Linked DNA regions of Pan troglodytes: region 1 is linked to region 2. A link is a contact called in public HiChIP or PLAC-seq data. All regions are on one chromosome and are shown on one strand. Each heading gives the region's core, a stretch centred on a gene start, on an enhancer-like site or on the middle of the called end of the contact. The rest is flanking DNA. Distances are from core to core; before and after follow the strand shown.

The links. HiChIP or PLAC-seq counts read pairs in DNA pulled down with a chosen protein or histone mark.
Region 1: an H3K4me3 HiChIP or PLAC-seq map of stem cell-derived excitatory neurons shows a contact between it and region 2, with 3 times the contacts expected there. The contact joins the promoter of CEP57L1 here to the promoter of ARMC2 in region 2. A contact is called at or near these places in 1 of 7 Hi-C or Micro-C datasets (induced pluripotent stem cells) and 1 of 1 datasets of contacts at active chromatin or transcription factors (stem cell-derived excitatory neurons).

The regions. Positions count from the first base shown.
Region 1 is chr5:121,008,741-121,012,128 of NHGRI_mPanTro3-v2.0_pri, reverse strand. It overlaps CEP57L1 (centrosomal protein 57 like 1), which reads right to left and starts at 2,136. Exons shown (of 11, transcript XM_009451799.5): 1 at 1,449-2,136. The coding sequence starts at 1,559. It overlaps SESN1 (sestrin 1), which reads left to right and starts at 2,071. Exons shown (of 10, transcript XM_016956098.4): 1 at 2,071-2,902. The coding sequence starts at 2,624.
Region 2 is chr5:120,763,013-120,766,450 of NHGRI_mPanTro3-v2.0_pri, reverse strand. ARMC2 (armadillo repeat containing 2) reads right to left here and starts at 1,543. Exons shown (of 18, transcript XM_054686854.2): 1 at 962-1,543. The coding sequence starts at 1,113.

The DNA of each region.
Region 1 (3,388 bases), core at 887-3,386, 250 kb before region 2:
AACAAGGCTTTTGAAATTAGACCAATTCATCAGAACTATGCATCTATTCAAAAATAGCTCACTTACAGAAACGATGTAAAGAATTCACAATACCTGTCTCTTTGTAGCTTCTAAGTGCATCAATACACAAAAAGCACCCTTCCCGTCCCACCCCACACCGCCAACCAAGTATGCATGATTTGGCTTACTGACGTTTCCTGAAAGTACCCTATCTCTCACTCTGGGCCTTAGCATATGCTGTTCTTTTGGTCTTCATTTCCCCTGGGATGAAGATTTCCCTGACTTTCCAAGATTGGGCTAAGTCATCTCCTTCTAGACATCCCAGTGATATCATATATTATTGTAACCGTATGTCTAACAACTAGTTCCTCTAACTAGTAAGACTGTCTTTTTCATTGTTGTATACTCAGTGCCTAGCAAGATGAAATTTTTAGAATTTAGTGCAATGCAATTCTGCAATGTAAAGAATTAAAATCTACACAGATTATCAGTCCACTGATGGCCGTTCAAACCTCGACTTTTCTCAAATAATAACTTTTTAAAAGCAAACTAATTTTAAGCAAATGACTGAATCTTTTGAAAAAGTCGACTAAGTTTTGGAGACTTTTACGGTTTTGCTTTCTTTTTCCTGCTGTATCCTTAAAGCCTGCAAGAATTCCTATCTAGGAATACTGGGGATTCTTTTACGAGATGGATTTGACAACTTGCTTTCAAAGCCCTGCCTAGGATTTCATTTGACTGAGCAAATAAAGCCCAGAACATCCCTAAGCAAAGGCAAACAAAGGTGCAAATGCGCAGAGATCCCAAATCCACCCGCGTGTGTCCACAGAAAAGGGCGGAATCAGAGGCAGCAGCGCGAAGCTCCAGTTTCCACAGCATCCTTCCTTCTTGGCCTTACTTAGGCCGTTCCCTGCGACCCTTGGGATCAGGATCCCAAATCCTTGCCTCACCCACCACACCCCGCGCTTGGGCAGCTGGACTAGTCCTTCCCACGCAAGTCACTGGAAAAAGTCCTTGGACTAAGGGAGGCCACCCTAGATGGCTTTGTCTCCAAAATCCCAGAGGAAATGGAGGAAGGAAAAACCCTGTCAAGGAAAGGTGACAACCCAGCTTACAGTGCTTACCAAGCAGACGCTCTCAGTCAGCCCCTGCCACCGCTAACCGTTGGTTCGCGGGCACCCACAGGCAACGTCGCGGTGGCCCCTGGGGGTTGTAGTTTCTGTCGCAAACAAAACGCGCCGGCAGCATCGAAACTACATTCCCCACAAGTCAACGCGAAGACGTCCTTCCGACTTAAATCTGGGGTTTGGAGTAATAAAGAGGCCGTCACTACTTTTAGGGTGATCTTAAATGTAGACTCAATTTCTTCCAGGAGTCCCTTCGCGCCCTCTTTCTTTGTCGTGCTTGTTTTATGTGTGACGAAGTCTCAGTGTACTTCTACGTCTTACTTTTTCCTTCCCCTTCTCCAGGACAGAGTCCAAACGTCCGGGAACGGAAACCGCCTCAGGGCGCAAGCTTAGCGCCTCCGGGAGCGCTTGGCCCAGTTCGCAGTCACGCATGCGTAGCAGCCGGCAGTGACTGGCAGCCGCGCGCGGCGCACTTGGGGTCCGGAGGTAGCCTGCCAGAGGGCGGGGCTTTTTCCTAAGGCTTTGCCTCGGCGGGTCGCGTCTGCCTGGGCGGGGAAGAAGGCGCTGGGGCCGGGGCGGCTCCCGGTTTGTGCCGGGCGGAGAAAGGGGAGGGGCTGGGGGTGAGGACCCCGTCTCCACTCCCTGCTCCCGCCCTCTGGGCTGATCCCCACCGATGGGGCTGGGCGAAGGGCGGGCTTTGCGCCTCGGGCCCCGCGCCCCGCCAGCTCCGCGGCCCAGCCTGGCTCTCAAGGATTGCCAGGGCCGCCCTGTGCCCTCTGGCTTGGCGGTGGTGGGCGAGGGCTCAGGGATCGGAGAAGTAGCGTCTTCCCGGGGGTGCCGAATTGGCGGGGCTGGGGGACGCTTTTTTTCACCGCCGCCCGCCGAGACTACGGCTGCCCGAGACTGCCGCCCTCCGACAGCGCCCAAGCCTCCGGCCGCTGCGGCCAGTGGGCCAGGGTTCGGCGAGCCTTCCCTGCCGGCGCCGGCCGGCTGCTGAGGCGCTGGGAGGAGCTGCGGAGGGCGGGGACTGGTGTCGGAGAAGGGGCGGGGTGGGAACGCCGGAGAGAACCCGGTGGCTGCACAGACAAAAAAGCCCCGAATGGCTGGAGGGCGTTCGACTGTTAACAGCCTTTTGGGGCAGAGCACGGATTTGACAGCTCCACAACGTGAGGATATCCACTGACCCCGCGAGACGGAGGAGAACGCTTCCCCGAAATTCTCTGCCCACCAAAGCCAGCGCTGCAAGGTTGCAACTTTCCAACTTTGTTTTTCCAGAAAGAAGACTGCCCTTTCGTGTACAAGGAGAGGGTGAGAGGGTGATCTAGCTTGTAGATCGGCTGAAGGCACCAGTGGTTCCAAATGTCACCCAGATGTGTGTTTTCATGACGATTTGATTTCTCTGATTTTATTTTTACGTTTTTCATTTTAAAAATACAAAGCAATTTTTTGGGGCATGCTGAAAGGTAACTGAAGACCGCAAAGGAAAAACTATTGTCATGGCTGAAGGAGAGAATGAAGTGAGATGGGATGGACTCTGCAGCAGAGATTCAACTACTAGGGAGACAGCACTGGAAAATATTAGGCAAACCATTTTGAGGAAAACCGAGTATCTTCGTTCGGTGAAAGAAACACCTCATCGTCCATCAGACGGGCTTTCAAATACCGAGTCTTCGGATGGGTTGAATAAGCTACTTGCTCATCTGCTTATGCTTTCTAAGAGGTGTCCCTTCAAAGATGTGAGAGAGAAAAGTGAGTTTATTCTGAAGAGCATCCAGGTAAGGAAGAGCATTTTAAATACAACTATGTCTCTAGTACAGTTAAATTTTACTTGCCGTTATTCACGTTGTGTTTGTTTCTATTAGGTTGTTATGTAAACTTTTATTATGAGTTTACACCTTTAGAGTGTTCTGTAAGTAAACAAGTAGTGTTTTTCTAGAGTTTTAGGCAGAAACTGCTTTGCTCCTGGAAGAATATATGAAACTACAGTTAATTCCAAGTAAATACTTGTTTTTCCTTATATTTCTTTTTACATGTTGTTGGAAAATGTAGCCAGTGTTTTTTTTTTCACATTGTCACAGTGTTCTGAGTGTAAAGGCTCACATTTAAAAGCCTCTAAAATGATAAAGGATATTAAATGTTTCCTAGTCAGCCTGTTCAAGATAATTGGTGGAACAATTTTCTCTTATTTTTAAAAACAAAACAAACCAGGATGTGTTCTCTAAATGCAACCTCTCTTTTTTCAAAAAGAGAATTATATAAAA
Region 2 (3,438 bases), core at 294-2,793:
GGGTACAAGGGCACAATGTACAGGTTTGATACATAGGTATACATGTTCCATGTTGGTTTGCTGCACCCATCAACTCGTCATTTACATTACGTACTTCTCCTTTTAAAAGGCGGGTGGTGGTACTTGCCTTTATGAAAACAGATAATTTTTATTAAGCATTTTATTGAATATCAGCTATGCCAAATCAACATCAACAACCAGAATCCCATAGATTAAGAAACCAGGATAAATATAATAAATGGTGCTTGCTTTTCAACCAAATTAAAGTATAATTATTATAAATCAGGGTGGGACGTAAGATCTGTTGTGTTACTTGTGGGAATGGATCACAAAAGGCATTATGTATACACTCCATGATTTTAAAGTATGTTAAATATTGTTACACATACATTTTTATTTATTGAGGCCCTGTTGCCTGGAAGTGCCCAGATATAAACTGTATGACTCTGGCCCGGTCACCGCCTGCCTAGACAAAGCCCCTTAGTCTACCACTCTCATTCAACAAATATTACTGGGCTTCTTATTAAGCACCACGCACTTGGCTAAGTGCGACAGTACATAAATAAAAGACAACCGCTCCGGACCCCTGACAGCATGCACAGGGCACTCATCGTCTCTCTACCCCGAGGACACACAGGCGGACGACGGCAGGAAGGGTCCCCGGGGAGCCGCTGGAGACACCTCACCTCCCGCGCGGACAGCGGCTCCCCCACCCACGGCAGTGCCCGCTCCTCCACGGTCCCGGCCAGGGCAGGGCGCAGCAGCATCCTCACCCCGCCCGGCCACCCTCCCACTTCGCCCCGCAGCCAGCTTCTCCATGGTAACCGTACACAAACTACCTCCCGCCGCCGCCCCGGCAGCCAGACCGCAGGGCCAGGCCGCTGCAGGGCGGGAGAGGCGGGCCGGGGAATGAGCTTGGCGAGGGCTCAGGGAAGGAGGCTTCCGACCTGACCCAAAGCACCTGTGATGAGCACTGGAGATAGCAGCGGCTGCGAGGTTCAGTTCATCCTCCGGCTCTCCCCGGGTGGCGGCCAGGGATGCAGCGCTGGCGCGGGCTGGGTAACCCCACGACGCCGCTCGGCCACTGGGCCTGCGCGGGTCCCGCCAACGCATGCGTAGAAGCTCCGAGGCGTGGCGACGGCCGGAGCGGGTGGGAGGAGCCTGGAGAGGGCTGTAGGCCGGGAGGTCAGATCAGAGCAGGCGTCGTGGGCGGGTGTCCGCTTTTCGTTTAGCAATTTGCCGAACCACATTTGTTGCTCCCCTGCCGGATCCCAGCACCTCTGTTAAATAACAGCAGGCAGGACGGAAGCTTAATGCTTGTGGGTAAGAAGGATTTACTGGCTCAGGTTAGGGCTCTGTATAACCTGGAGCCACTTGCTGAGCTTCTGTTTCCTCCGATGTCAAGTGGCAGGAAATATTAATAATAGTACCTAGGTAGGTCTTGGGCTGTTATGAAGACTGCATGAGAAAATAGATGTAAAGCGCTATGCACGTGGCAATCAACGAATATTAAACTGTTGGCTGTTATTAAGCCCTTGCATTTGTAGAGCCCTTCAGAGTTCGCAGAGTGTATGCACGTAATCGTACCTTCTGAGTCTGAGGTAGGCAGCCTGGCGTCCCCATCCACAGGAGAGGAACTGGGGGCCTGAGGTGTAGTGAGCAGGAGAAGGAGATTCCAGTCTAGGTCTCCCGTGGCCAATCGTTTTTTGTTCGTGCATCATCACAGTTGAACGGCAAAAAGCACTCCATTTATGTGTTTCTAGTTTAAATTCCCTTCTCTCCTATTAGACCATTTAGCAACACTGTACAGTGTTAAATACAAGTGAGATCATAAGCACTCTTCATTCAGGTTTGCACCACGTTTTATAAATATGGAGATTTTCCAGCTGAAGTGCTATTTGTCATCAACATTGGGAAAATGCCACTTCCCTTGGTGCTAAGCATCTTGTAAAGAATAATTAAATTGAAAATATTTTTGAGCACATACTATGTGTAAGGCATCGTGCCAGGTGGGAAATTATACTAACCTGAACTAAAGGAATGTAAATATTCTTCAAAATACTCAAGAGGATTTCAAACATAACAGAAAATAAATACCTATTCGTTGATTGGATAATTTTAGGACCCGAAACAGCCCTGGATTTTTCTGCTCATTCTTAGATAACTGACAGTCTTGTTGTAACTAAATCTCAACCACAGCTTCATTTCAAAACTATAATGTTCGGTGCAAGATATAAACAAATGCATCAAACTTCAAAAAGTCTTCCTCCCCCATTCCAGCCCCAGGCTTAAGGTCTCTAGCTGGCCTTCCCTGAAGGGGTGCACTAGGCTTAGGCTTGTCCCCGACCCCCACCCGCCCCCCTATTCACTAGAGGTTGTTTAAGGCCCAGCTTGGATCAAACTGGCAGTGAGGAGGAGGAGGAGAAGGAAGGAGATGGAGCATTTCTTCCTGGAGTTGAGCAGCTTCAAGCTTGCTGTGCTGGCTTATGGTTAAAGCAGCTCATGTAGGTCTTTCCTGGTCCTTTGTAGTCTCCCACTGATGGGGACCTCCCTCCTGGGGGCTTCTGAAAATCCTAAAAACCCAGGGTTTATTCCACCTTTCAGTGCCCCTTTAGATAGGTCCCAAGGGGAACCCTACACATCTGTCACCCTAGTGACTCTGAGAGCTCAGGCTTGTCTGGGTGCAGCCCCTTCTAGGCTGCCATAGGAGGGAGCTTTAGCTTACCCAGGAGTGAGTCAGGCTCCAGTTCTCCAGGCCACCTAACTACAGTCTCTGGCAGTCCCAGGCCCCTGGGGAAGCCCCTCTCGCTGGCTTGAGATGAAGGGCATAGCACCCCACACTCCTTTCTCCAAAGAAGTTTCCCCACACATCTTCCCTTTCCACTCTCTGACCCCTTATTTTTAGCCTCAGCCTGGGTGAGAGGCTGAGGGGGTTTTAGGTTTCTTTGTAACCTGCCCTATGGAGACTCTGCCTCACCTCACTTGGAACTGATGATTACATAATTACCATCTCAGTGGAAACATCAACCTAAAAACCTCTGGTACAGCCAATTACTAGCTGTGGTCTTGCACCCTAGGATCTTGGTCTAAAATAGACCATAAGCAAGCTACTGGAACCTGATGCTACCCAACTCAGCTGGCCAGGAAATATCTGCCGGGCAAATTAGCACAATTGAAAAGAATGACGTGGGCAGAATTAGAGGAAGCAGTTATTTGAAGCAATGAAGCTCCCCAACTTACCTCACTGAAGGATGCTATATGAGAAAATACTTAGGCTGTCAACAGCAGTGGCGTATTATACTGACCTGGCTGTTTCTCCACAGTTACCTGATGGCTATTTCACATCGGTTTTGTAAGTGGCATTGCTTTAGAAACAAAACTGTTGACATGTTTCACATACTTTAGAGAGATTAAAGAGGAAGACAAAGTATTATAAGT